Regions from separate parts of the Mus musculus genome. Here region 1 is linked to region 2. Evidence: chromatin contacts called from public Hi-C data. All regions are on one chromosome and are shown on one strand. Each heading gives the region's core, a stretch centred on a gene start, on an enhancer-like site or on the middle of the called end of the contact. The rest is flanking DNA. Distances are from core to core; before and after follow the strand shown. Region 1 overlaps Ntrk2 (neurotrophic tyrosine kinase, receptor, type 2). Region 2 overlaps Ntrk2 (neurotrophic tyrosine kinase, receptor, type 2).

Region 1 (6,078 bases), core at 3,518-6,017, 120 kb before region 2:
AATAACTCTCCTAGGAGCTTTTGTGTAAACAGAACTTCAAATTTTTTTTGTATATTCATAGGGGTAGAATTATTAGATTATATTTTGACTTTATGTTGAAAGCCTTAAGAGATAAGACTGTTTTCCAAAGCACTTGCACAGTTTTGCTTTCCCGCCAGCAATGGATGAGAGTTTTAATTTCCTCGCATCCCTGACAACACGTACTGCTGTCCGTCCACCTTTTTTACAGCATCCCAGTGGTCTGAGGTGATATCCAATTGTCATTTTTCTTTGCAGTTCCCTAATGACTGGGGTGCTCAACATCTCTCCCTGTGCTTCCTGGTCCTTTCATATCATCTTTGGAACAAAGTCTGTTCAAATATTTTGCTTAAGTTTGAACTGAGTGTCTGGTCTTTTTATTATTGTTCTCTGAATTATCTTTCTAGAGGTGATTCTGAGAACGTTGAGTTTCACCTACTTCAGTCCTGGCACTGGGATGAAATACACCCTTACTGATTTGTATAATAATTAAATCACAACATTTATTGAGCTCTTTCTTTGTTCTAAGTCCTTTTTTTTTAAAGTTGTTGTTCGGACCACATATTTCTCCTTTACATACTCATGAGGATCAGCTGAAGCTCATCTCAGAGACGCAGTCACCCATTTCCTCTGAAACTGGGAGGCACTTATCCTCCCTTTTCTTTTTGATTATTATTAATCAGTTATCTAATTTATTTACATTTCAAATGTTGTCCCCCCTTCCCGTTCTCCCCTCTGCAGCCCCCCATCCAACCCCCTCCCCCTTGCCTCTAAGAGGATGCTCACCCACTCCCTCATCCCCATTTTTCACCAAGGAAAATCAATTTAATAAAGCAAATGCATCTATAAAATACCATCTGTATGTCATGTGTCTGGGAAAAGCCAGCCATGTACAGACTCGAGGCAGGTGCTGCTTCTAAGTTCTTTTTGGTACCCTTGAGATTAAGATTTCTCATGTCTCCCTCAAACACCAAGAAAGGCCCCCAACTTGACCTCTAGAAACCACTTCACTGGCTAGAAATGAGCAATGCTCAACAAAGCAACAAAGGAAAAGCCATCACAGAAGTCTGCTGAAGAGCATGGAGCAAGACATCGATTCAGTTTCTTAAACCAAATGTAGCAAAGTTACAATTGTAGCAAAGTTACAAAGAGTTGCAAAATTACCAAGTGTAGCAAGGTTACCAAGTATAGCAAAGTTACCAAATATAGCAAAATTACGAAGTATAGAAAAGTTACCAAGTGTAGCAAAATTACCAAGTCTAGCAAAGTTGGCAGCAGGAGAGGACCTAGCGTTGGAACTCAGAGGGTTCATCTTCCAGCTAAATAATCGCCAGCTGTACAAAGGCCAAGGTTGCCATCGCCTCCACCAGCCCTACCCTGTTCTGGAAGGTGGCAAGTGACACAACCAATGAATATTTCAAGACCATGCTAAGCCACCCCTCTGCTACAGCTTCTGGGTTTCTAGAAATGTCCCCATTCTTTGCATCCAAGTGCCAAGACCTCTCCATTTGCAAATCTAACATACTCGGAGTTTGCTAACCACAAGTAGCCAGTGGATTTGAAGCAATGTCAGTAACTCCGCCCTTTTGTGATCAGAGTCTTTCAGAACAGACTGCCAGAACCTCTCTCTCACTGTCACATGTGTGTAAATATTCTGCTACTATTACCCAGTGTAGTTCTAAGAAGGAGCTGTTGTCATGGTCCTCTGGACTACAAACAAGTTCATACATGTTCATACACTCTCAAGGTGTCTAGTTAGCATCTCCCAGCATCAAACGGAAGTTCTTGGTTAAATCCATGATCCCTGTGCCCTAGACCAACACCCTGTAAACACTGATGCGGTTTCTCTTGGCAATGTGATACAATACTCTGGAAAGCCACCATAAAGAATAGGTTGCCCTAATACTTATATGCTGGACCTATCCACATACTAGAACATGACTGTGCTCCAAGCAGTACTTTCAAGAAGTATCTTAGGGAAAATGGGACCCATAGGGTGGATTTTGATCCAGTCGGCTGATGTCTGAAGAGGAGATTTAGAAGTGAGATCTTCCATTAAATCTCATGCATGTAAAAATAAAGATTGTGGAGAATATGGAAAGATGGCAGCCACTTTCATTTGTGTAAGTGAACCTTACATCATGCCTACTACCACCATGATCTTGGAGGTCTCCAGTACTGTGAGGAGTCAATTTCCACTAACCAGGGATATCTTCTTTCGCCAGCCCAAGCATATGAATACAGGGGCTTTCCCCTACTTAAGACGATCTCCTAGCTGGAACAGCTACTCACCCGATAGTAGTCGGTGCTGTACACATCTCGGGACATCCCAAAGTCCCCAATTTTCACCAGCAGGTTCTCTCCCACCAGGCAGTTCCGGGTGGCCAGGTCACGGTGCACAAAGTGTTGGGACGCCAGGTAGACCATACCTGCTGCGATTTGCTGAGCGATGTGCAGCATCTGCGACTGCGTCAGCTCTGTGGGCGGGTTACCCTCTGCCATCAGCACTGCGTCGGGCCCGTGTGCCCTGCGGGGAAACACAAGGGGTTGGAACCTCAGCTGGAAGACTGGAAGGACCCTCAGTCTCGGCTCAGCAGCTGGGACTGGAGGACACTACCTGACCTGGGTGAGAAAGAGACCAGGATGCTCCAGGCCACACACAATTTTATCTCTACAGCCAAGAAAGCACCTAGCGGCCTCATTTCTACCGAGTGGGATGCAGGGCCGTGTGGGCTGGAATGGCGAGCCCCTCCCCCACAACACATCAACATGCTAATGTCTCTGGGAATTCAGGACTCTGCTCCCATAAGACATTGGTCACTGTCTCAAACTCTGAGAAGCATAATCCAACTGAGAGAAAGAAAAAGCCACTTATGGAGGTTGGCTCTGCTCAAGTCATGATCTTAGCATCTTTGGAGCCCCATCCTTACTCCAAGCTGTGATCCGCTGGGCTACATTGCCCCAAGGCTAACTGCTCCAGATGTCCCCGCCAAAGATCTACGGACAAGTGGAGCCTTTAAGTTGCCCTTGACTCCTCACCCCACCTCCACCCCCGCCGAGGGAGCTACAGAAAATAATAAGTGTGTCACTGCCTTGGGGAGCATGGCTTGGACAAAGCTGGCCACCCCAAGGGAAAGTAAGGGAGTGGGTGTCTCCTTTTAGAGATTGGAAACACTTGCAACAAAGATGGAGAGCTTTTCAATACATTTTAGAAGGGGGCGACTTTGTCTGTGGGTCCCAGAACTGCATATGGGTGTTTGAAAGTGAGAGAGCCAGAATTACCCAACATTTTTAGCCTGGATCCTATTTCCGTAAGCTGTTCCCGCCCGAGGTACACCTTTATCCCCCAAGGCTGCGGACTACAAGGGCTCTCCTTTTACATTTCTAAAACATGCTGCCACCAGGCTTCCCCCACCCCCTCCTCTGGGAGCGAGCAGTGGCAGAGGCGTGGGGCGTGTCCCAGTCCACCACTATCTAACACCCTGATCTGGGGAAGTGTTTGAACTTCACTTAATCTGTAATTTCCTCATTAGTCAAAGGCACAAGGGGGGTATTAGGCTGGGTGATCCTTTGGTTCCCTCTCTGTTGATGAATATCAAGATTTAACTATTCCCTAGGGAAATTTAACTATTCCCTAGGAACTTCCTGGTTTCATAGCAGGCAAGTCTTAACAGTTTTCACCTCTCCTGAGACCTTAGGTCTCAGCTGCCTTTTGTAGCACCCAGGAACAGCCCGAAGAAACATCTCTGGAGGTGAGAAGATGAGACAGGGCACAGAAACCAAAGCCCAGGCTGTCGGGATTGAATTTGAATCCAGTCCCAACACAATTTATATAACTTTCTGGGTCTGTTTCCTTATTCTACAAACCAGATCCTGGGAGCACTTTCCTAAGAGCATCAGCATGAGGAAGACTTGAGGATCTTTCTAAGGAGGGAAGAGGGGATTTTTATAGAACGTGGGGCAGGACTTTGCCAAAACAGGGCCCTTAACGGAGAGGTATGAAGATTTGGGGTAAATAGGAACTTTCCTTTCCTTGAAAATGCCAAAGTTCTTCCCACCTCACAGAAGATTCCTCGCCGAGATCTCAACCTCGGTAAAGTACCTAGAAATACATTAAACTCATAGGGAATCCAAGAGACTAAGATAAACTTAGGCATTCAGGGAATGAACAAAGTAGGCCAATGTCAGCCATAGCCTGTGCCAGCTACAAAAAAACGAGATTCCTGTGTCTGCAGGAAGCAGTGATTCCAAACCCCTCCCGAGAAGGCACCTCTGTAAACTCCTGCCTGCACCAGCCTCCTACTCCACAAACAAACAAACAAACAAACAAAAAGCTCATAGCCCCACACCAGGGCTCTTTATAGCCCCGAGCATGGGGGAAGGCTCTCACACTCTCTAGCAGTCATTTTCCTGCCCACTTCTGAGAAGGCAAGAAAGCTTTTCCCTGATAGAAGCCTCTACACACCTTTGCTTTCTTGGAGTGGATGACTCTCCATTAAGGGAAGAATGGGTGAGCCTCCTGGATGAGCTCTTAAGAGGAGCATGGAGTTCAGGTCTTCCTGCATCTCTTGAAAAACAAAAACTCATGCTGCTTCTTCTAGGGGGGAGCTCCTTAACAAGTGCCAAGTGCCCCAGTGTTCTGGGTTGGGGAGCCAGTAGCAGTCTTCAGCATCTACAGGAGGTGCTAATCCTTGCTGCTCTGATGGTCTCTGACATGGCTTGAAGCTGGCAGTTTTCCACATTGAACTGGCGCTATGACTCAAACCTCTTTTCTATTAAGTGTTTCAATGTGCAGTGAGTGCTAGAGACTAAACTCAGGGCTTGTACAGACATCTTACTGTCAAGCTGCATCCTAGCCTCCTCATGTTTTTTGGTTTTTTTTAAAAGATTAAAGTGAGTTTACCTGTTAAATTTCACATAAATAAAAATCAATTGGCACATGACAGTTATACATATGTATGGGATATAGTGTGGTATTTAATGCATGTGTAGAATGTATAAGGTAAGATTACAACAAAATAATTGATATACATTCACTTAAATATCTATCTTCCCTTGTATTAATAGCATCATCTCTATAGCTATTTTAAAATATGCAATTAATTTTCGCCAACCATTGTTACCCAACCCTGGCCACTAAGGCTTATCCACTTCATACAATGGCCTCCCTGTTCATGCTTAAATCATACTCCTCTGAGGGTGTTCACAGCCACTCTCTCTGGAAGAAAAGGGCATGTTGGGAGTCTCAGTTCTGGCACCTGCTGTATGACTCAGTTCCTTTAACTGTGCTACAAGAGTGGTAGTAGTAGTTGTTGTAATAAATTTATCATTAATTTTTAATTTTACTACTTGGTTTTCATATATTAATACATCTATATGCTTAGAAAATTTGAATACCGATTACCTGTTACTACTTGAAAGTTACTCGTCGTCCCTTCTCCATATTAGAAGGGAACTTTGGAGAGATTGTAGAGGGAAAAACTGTGAAACTCCTGAAATACAATTTTCCTTCTCTTTGGCCACTCCACTGATGTAAGACCTGGCCACACTGTGCTCGGGGTATGTGTTCTTACATGAATAAGAAGGTAAGAGACATAAGACATCTGGCTTTGTCAGGCTCTGCCAAGATGCTTGGAGATCTGTCATGGCGGCCTCGGGCCAGGTCTCCTCCCAGGAAGAGGACAGTCTGTACTTGCAATGCATCACTGCACCTGAGGTCTGCTCCTTGGCAGCCACCCTGTTCCAGAGTTTAGCAGATTCTGGAATAAGTTGGCTGAGGTTTTTAGTGCTCCACACCCTGTGTAGGATGCCAAGGGAGGGCTTCAGAAGGCCATGGGGACGCTGGGGCATGACTGAGAGTCAGAAAATCAAAGGATGAGATGCATTGTACATACTTACAAGCATACACACACATACATGCACAATACACCCACACATGTATACACACATGTATACATACATACACATGCATGTACACACTCACATGCATACATACACATTCACACATATGCATGCACAATGCACACACACATGCATATGCCCATTCACATGCATGTATAC
Region 2 (6,859 bases), core at 2,611-5,110:
GAGAAAACAGGAAAAAAATGTCATAGGCCTTGCCAACCTTTAGAAACTGGGAAATCTCACACCAAATACCAGATCTCCCTTCAGCTTAAAAAAAAATGAATTTTTCCCCCCAAGCCTGTATTCCAATACAGAAATTAGGACTGGGGCTGGGATAGCTCTGTCCTACGCACTGAGTCAGTCTTCACCAGTCACCTACATGTGTCCCGGACCCCTCCAAGTCTCTGAAACGCTTTGAGTCTACAGCCAACATCCTAGCACATAGAAAGCATTCAATCTAGTTTATAGGCTCTGAATAAGGCATCATTTCTGTTTAGAACAATCCACTGGAGGGAGGTCTGCTGCAGAGCAGGGCAGGGTTATCGTTTAAGAAGATGTATAGCCCCACTCTCCGTCTCTTTCACCCACCTGGCAAGGTATTGATGATATATATCTCCATAGACGCTCTCCTGAAAGAATACGAATCAATAGCAGGGACGGCTACAATAGGAAACTCGTTTGAAACACAAAATTGAAAGAAAAGCACTCGAGGTTTCAGCACGGAGGCAGGCAAAGCAGAAACAGTGTGCTAGTCATATCAGGGTATTATAAACAAATGGGAGGCTACAGCTCAAAACTGGTCTCAATTGACGGCATTTCCCAAGTGGACATGTGGTACAGAATGACTTTGGTTGAAGCCCCCTTGTAAGCACTGAATTTGATGGTGGATCACCAAAGGAAGCAGGGGTTCCCAGGCACGCAGGGACCAGTGGTCCTGCACGGAAGAAGCAGGTGCTGTCCCGAGGGAGGGCACACAGGCTTTACATGAGAATGGAGAGCTGTAGGTATCTAGCTCATCTGTGAGGCAGGGCTTAGATAAGTCAGCACCTTCAGCAGAAGAGCCTCAAGGGTATCTCTCACAGGTCCCAGTAACAGAACACCCGACAGGGGTCTGAGGAGCTGAGCTCTGCCACCTATCTACAGAGGCTGTGCTTTCCTCAGGCTGCTTCAATGCCAGTAACTGTGGGGGACAGGGAGAAGAGGGAAGGTTTATCCTGGAAAACAAGGAACTAACTCCTCAGTCACTAATTTGTGGCTCAAAACCTCCCCAACAGTCCTGGAGATACTGCCTCAGTGAAGGCCACCCAGTGACTTAACCTGTCATGCCCCCTCAGGGCTTTCCCCAGCTTGCAGTCTGGGCCTCTTGCAGATCTCCTCGGCTTCCCATTCTACCTCTCCTCTCCGGGTGAAAATCCTAACGGATTCAACTGTATCTTGGAGTCAGCCTCAGAGGAGACACAACTTGCTCTTCGAAAGTGTTGATTATCAGGCCAGATGTGGTGGTTCATGTCCGCAATCCCAGCATGCTTGAGGGGGACGCAGGTGGATAGCTGAGAGCTGAAAGCTACCCTGGGGTTCAGAGTGAGGCCAAAACAAAAGCAAAAGGCAGTAAATAGTAAGAAATGCCTATTGTGTGTGCTCAGCAAATCTGTGTGCTCTGCACATCATGGAAGCTCCACCCCATCACCGAAGCTCTGCCCAATCATGGAGGCTCCGCCCAATCACAAAGACTCCACCCATTCCGGAGTCCCGTGCTTCAACCTGCTCACTACAGACCCAGAGCGACACTCCTCTAAAGAGAACAAGTGGATGAGTTGGCCTCACAGAACTGAGGAAGGGATTAAGAGGAGGAAGAGGAAAAAGGAGTGAGGAGAAGAGGAAGACAATCTCTTAGTTGTTTCTCCAGAGAATGGGGGTGGAGGGAGTGCATCACCTGTTCATGTTGTTAGGAAACCTCTCCAAGAGATCCTGTGTCTTCTGTCTTCAAATCGGCGCGTAGGAGGTGGTGTCCTTGGAGGACTTTGGGACCACCGTGAAGGCTGTAGAGTTGCCATCTTCTCTGTCTTAACCCTCAACATTTCCAGTTTTTCCTTTTGTCGGGTGATACCGAATGGAAAGTGGACTTTCTGTATGACATGTGTCTCATACCAAGACACAAGGGTTAACGACAAAAAGAAGTCTTCAGGCTGGTTATTTCATAACTCACATCAAGATAGGAGAGGAAGACAAAATCGGCAGCATCATTTATAAGCCCCGGGAAGTGGAAGTTTCCAGGCTGCCATAAATAAGGACAAGAGTGTCTGCCAAGTTAGAGGCCTTGCCAAATTTGAAATCCACTCAATCTCTACATTTTGGAACCCAGAACAGAACACCAACCTTGTGGGATTTATAATATTTTCTTCTCAGCGAAATCTCTTGCTATTTATAAGAAAGTAAAAACAAAAAGTAATATATATATATATATATATATATATATATATATATATATATATCATGGGAAGGTTTTTATTTATTTATTTTTAACCATCTGGGAGTTTTACAAGCAGTAAGACTGTAAAGATAATTAGGTGGAATGATCTATGCACTGTTATTAAATCCATCGTAGTCAAAGAAGACTGAAAGTATGCAGAGCCGCGTGTATGTACATGTGTGTATGCAAGTGTGTGCATCTTTGCATGTGTGTACTACCGTTCTCTCATCAACACTTAATTTCTCTCTTTTTTCCCCCTCATACACAGACCACCACCACCCATGATTCCGTCCAACCAATGTAAAAGTTTTAAAGCATAAAAAATTAAAGAAAAGATGAAGAAGCTTATTTAGGATATGAGTGCTGTTCAGAAACAGAATGAGAGCTAAATAGAGCAAAATAGCTCCTAAGGAAGATAAAGGTGTGGGGAGGGAATAAGCTAAGCGGGTAGAGGCACCTCCCATCAGGTTATACATAAGTAAGATGGACTTAGCCACCAAAGGATGCTCTCTGAGAGAGGGTGGGGCCTCACAGACTACAGACAGTCTCACCTGGGCCCTAACAAGTTCCCAAATTATAGAAACCAAAGCGGCAGATTATAAGCATCACACAGACTGTCACCCCCGAGGACAAGGGTGACACCTGCTTGGTGGACTCTGGTGTCACCCAGAGCTGAGCTCAGTGTCTTGCCTGATTTTGACACAGCAAAATACCCTAGGTCTTGAATGGCCTCGATGTAACAATCCAAGGAAGAACTCAGTGTGTGTTCTAGGGGACAAGGAGGTGACATGGAGAACGATCTCTAGCGATGACTGAACACTAGAAGACCCAAGCCCAGGAAAGGCTGGAGCAATAGAGCAACCCCAACAGGCCTCTAGATTGCTCCTGGTAGAGTGATTGATTCTTCCACACACAGAATTCGAAAGGCGTGTCCAGCCGCCTTCTCTACTCAGACCTGGGAGGGCCACACGTGGCTGATGGGGAATTAACACACTCAGTCATGGCCTTGGACACATGATGGAGAGGCAATGGGACTGCCCCAAATCAAGGACCCCAACATCAGTACAAAATAAACACTCACTTAGGGAGTCTTTCTTGAAAAGCCTGAAGCATCTTAGGAGGCTGCGTTTTGGTCTCCGTGGGAAGGCAGAAGGGAGTTTACCCCCTGACACTGGAGCATTGGCTGAAGCTGTGCAAACTTACCTGAGAACAGATTCTATTCACCACAGCAAACGGCACAGCCTACATTTTTGTTTAACAGTGCTTCAGAACTGATTACAGTTTGATGGGGATTATTAAAAAGAGATAAAAGGGTGGAAAATAAACATAGGAGTTGTTTCTCCGTCCCTCCTTGGAAACGTAATAAAACTATCAGAAGGAAGGGGGAAAGCTTACTGCTCGTTAGTCTGTGGTTGGGCAGAGATTTTAATTCAGTAAACACAGGCTCTGAGATCTTGTGGCATGTGAGATGGACTTGACCAAATGACTGGAAAATTAGCATATGCCCTTGGCAGTCTCTCCCAGTCCTGGGCTGCCAGAAGGGGGTGCAGAGAGGACTCCATGTGTGGAGGCTGCTCTGTGTCTTTGTGCTGCAGAGGCCAAAGCCAAGTCAGGCCTTTGTGACACTTTGTTCTGCTGTCTAGATTCTGTGCATGGAGGTAGCTGGATATGATATGTCCTCTACCAACCCGTCCTGCCACGCCCCAGCCCTGCTGTGCTAATCTCTCTTAGGATCCCTCATTAGGCTGGCAAGATGGCTCAGCGGTTAAGAACACACTAACTGCTCTTCCGGAGGTCCTGAGTTCAAATCCCAGCAACCACATGGTGGCTCACAGCCATCTGTAATGAGATCTGATGCCCTCTTCTGGTGTGTCTGAAGACAGCTACAGTGTACTTACAAATAATAAATAAATCTTTTTTTTTTAAAAGAATCACTCATTAGATAGTGAAACAACCCCAGGGGGATGCGGAGGGCTGGAAATCAGGGGACATGAGCAAAGGCACTCGATGACATCGGTCAAAAGTACAAATCTGCCATGGCCAGTTGCAAACACGGTCTGGGTTCTCATGCTTCGCACCGAAACCTCCTGACCCAACCTGCCTCATAAGGTAAAAGGTGAAAATCAGGTGCTGGTGTTACCACCAGGCCCCACACTCATGTGCCGAGATCTGCAAGGGCTTCCTGAGACTGGGAGCAGACGCCTTCTCAGTGACTGGTTAACCTGACAATTCACCGTGGTCAAGAATAATCTCTGCTCGATGGCCAGGGCCAGAAGGGGTGAGCACGTTAAACTACGGAAACTGTACTGTTGGGTAAGCTCTGTAGAGCTGTGAGGAGCCCTGGGTAGCCTGTGGAAGACCGTTTGGCACATATTTGCAAAATCAATACCCCTTAACTACCATCAGCATCCTTTAAGTCCTGGGTAGACTCCCTTTTGATTGTAAGGTGAATTTACCCCAAGTTAACCACCACTCATGCAGTAACAATAACCCCTTCAGGGTGCCCAGAAGGTGGTCATGGGCTCAAATAAATCCAAGATGCAGTTGTTTAAATCTTATTTTTTGGCCTGTAGCCAAAGTGGGACATGCGGAAGGAAAGTCTGAAGAGCCTGTAATGGAGACTAAGGGGACGTGACATATGAGCAGTCTGCCGCCATAACTGGTCATGTCTCTCCAGGTACTGCTGTCCTTGAGATCTCTATCCTGGACCATAAAAGCTGCTCTCTGTCTCTGACATGAGTTGCTTAGTTGCTTAGTGAATGAACTGACAGGACATTGTGTGCCCTCTTGCTGGGGTAAAACATCAAAAGTATTTTGTAAAGAATATAAAAGTTTAGTTGGTAAAAAACCAAAACAAAACAAAAAACAAACAAACAAACAAAAAAAAAAAAAACCCACAAAGCTTCCTGGTATATACTCTGTACCAAATACCTTTTAACTAATGGAAGTAGTTCTCATGTAAGAATCATAAACCATACCTCTTGTGTGTGTGATTCTTACTGATGGAAACTCTCAAAGCTGTCCCCAAGCCATGATTTGTTCTAGCGCCCGCAGTAGGTAGGACTCCCCAAAATTCCTTATTGACATGTCTCAGCCCCCCAGACCACCGATGACACAGGGGCCATATGCGTGGGGGGGTAGGAGAGGGGGTGTGATCTACAGAGAACACAGGACACATGGAGATGAATCATAAAACTTTATTGGCTTGTTAAAGAAATGGATGAATTCAGCAAGTACATTTATAGTCTAGCCACACTGTTAAAACAGTACTTAAAAGTAAAATCTTTTTTAAAAAAAGAGATGCATTGTTTACAGGAAATGTGAAAAAAGAGACTTGAAAACCCAGAATATTATAGGGGAAAAAAGGCACAAAAGTGAGTCACGAGCTGCCTCTGGATTCCAGCAAATGGGTTTGGACCCAATAGGGATGAAGCCCAGGGACACATCTTTCTTGAGAATGTCTTGCTACTTCTTATTTGTTTGTGAGTTCATATATGCATCGGCTAAAATTAAGCTGGTGAGAAAAATTCCGGTTCTTTTCCTTGCTTCTTATACGTTTTTCTCCCTCCCAAGAACACTAAGACTCAGAACACAGACAATGGGGTGTAGTGTGGGTTTGGGAGTTGCTTCACTATCACTGGCTACCCTGAAGTGTGAGTCCAGACTAAATGCAGAGTGAATGATTTATGTCATGCTCGAGTAGCTTGGGAGGTCCCTCTGTCCCCGAGACCAGGACAAGGAAATAGTTATCCACACTGGGAAGCCGCCTCTCAAGTGAAAACTGCTATCAAACTTTCTGGGCCGGGAATTCTGTCAACCTAATTTAAGCCTGGCAGCACTCACCCGAAAGCAATTTAAATTCAGGAGAGCCCTCAGCTGTCCCAGGTGCCCTTAGGTAAACTTGACAGATTGCTAAGTATTGAGGTATGCAAAAGGAGCAGAATGTTCTTAATGGCAACTTCTGTACCAGGTTCCTTGGAGTCAGGTCTGCTGAGCTACAGGATCCCGGGAGCTCTGTCATCATAAAGCAGAGAGCCTGGCACAGCCCACACAGCTGGAGGCAGCCACCTCCTGAGCTCCCTGTTGTATGGAATCGTCCCCCTTCAGCGGAGCCCTCCCCGTGAATCTCTAGTCTAGACCAAACAAGATGAAGTGAGTTTCAATTAGAGTGTGAAAGAATGAGATGGAAGCAAAGGGAGGGACTCTAGACAGCATGTATCAAAGCAGGTGGAGGTGTGTTTCACCCCCTCACAGGCAGAAGTCAGCACAGGCTTGAGAGTCTAGTTTGCAAGAAGGGGTGGTGGAGAGTTCAGTGTGTTATAATTAGGCAGAGCTGCCAACAAAACCAGACAACATTCTCTGTCTATCATGGGGTCAGTTTAGAAAGATGGGGGTAGAGGGTGGGGGGGAGCAGAAGCAAGGAAGTGCCCCCTGCTTGTTCTCTCAGCATGCCCCTGAAACTGCATTCAGTCGCACACTCTCTCAGTCACTTACTCTGCAAACCCCTGTGTAAGCCTGCTCAGGCTTCAAGACCCCTAGCTATTGTGAGCTTGGTTCAGGGTCCCGAAGAGT

What was found. A called contact is a pair of places that touch in the nucleus more often than the background predicts.
Region 1: a contact with region 2 is called in a Hi-C map of cerebellar granule neurons, with 2.0 times the contacts expected there. The contact joins two enhancer-like sites. A contact is called at or near these places in 6 of 484 Hi-C or Micro-C datasets (cerebellar granule neurons, cerebellum, cerebral cortex and 3 more) and 2 of 115 datasets of contacts at active chromatin or transcription factors (embryonic stem cells and stem cell-derived neural progenitor cells).

What each region holds. Positions count from the first base shown.
Region 1 is chr13:59,056,695-59,062,772 of GRCm38.p6, reverse strand. Ntrk2 (neurotrophic tyrosine kinase, receptor, type 2) reads right to left here. Exons shown (of 18, transcript NM_001025074.2): 16 at 2,311-2,545. Among named protein-coding and RNA genes, the nearest start is that of Gm53063, 14 kb to the left of the region's middle. Within about 2 kb of position 4,767, at least 10 of the 459 cell types and tissues checked have an H3K27ac peak or open chromatin away from gene starts, as enhancers often do. A contact at or near this core is called in cerebellar granule neurons and cerebellum, where this site is marked.
Region 2 is chr13:58,935,637-58,942,495 of GRCm38.p6, reverse strand. All of the region lies in intron 12 of Ntrk2 (neurotrophic tyrosine kinase, receptor, type 2), which reads right to left. Among named protein-coding and RNA genes, the nearest start is that of Ntrk2, 130 kb to the right of the region's middle. Within about 2 kb of position 3,860, at least 12 of the 459 cell types and tissues checked have an H3K27ac peak or open chromatin away from gene starts, as enhancers often do. A contact at or near this core is called in cerebellar granule neurons and cerebellum, where this site is marked.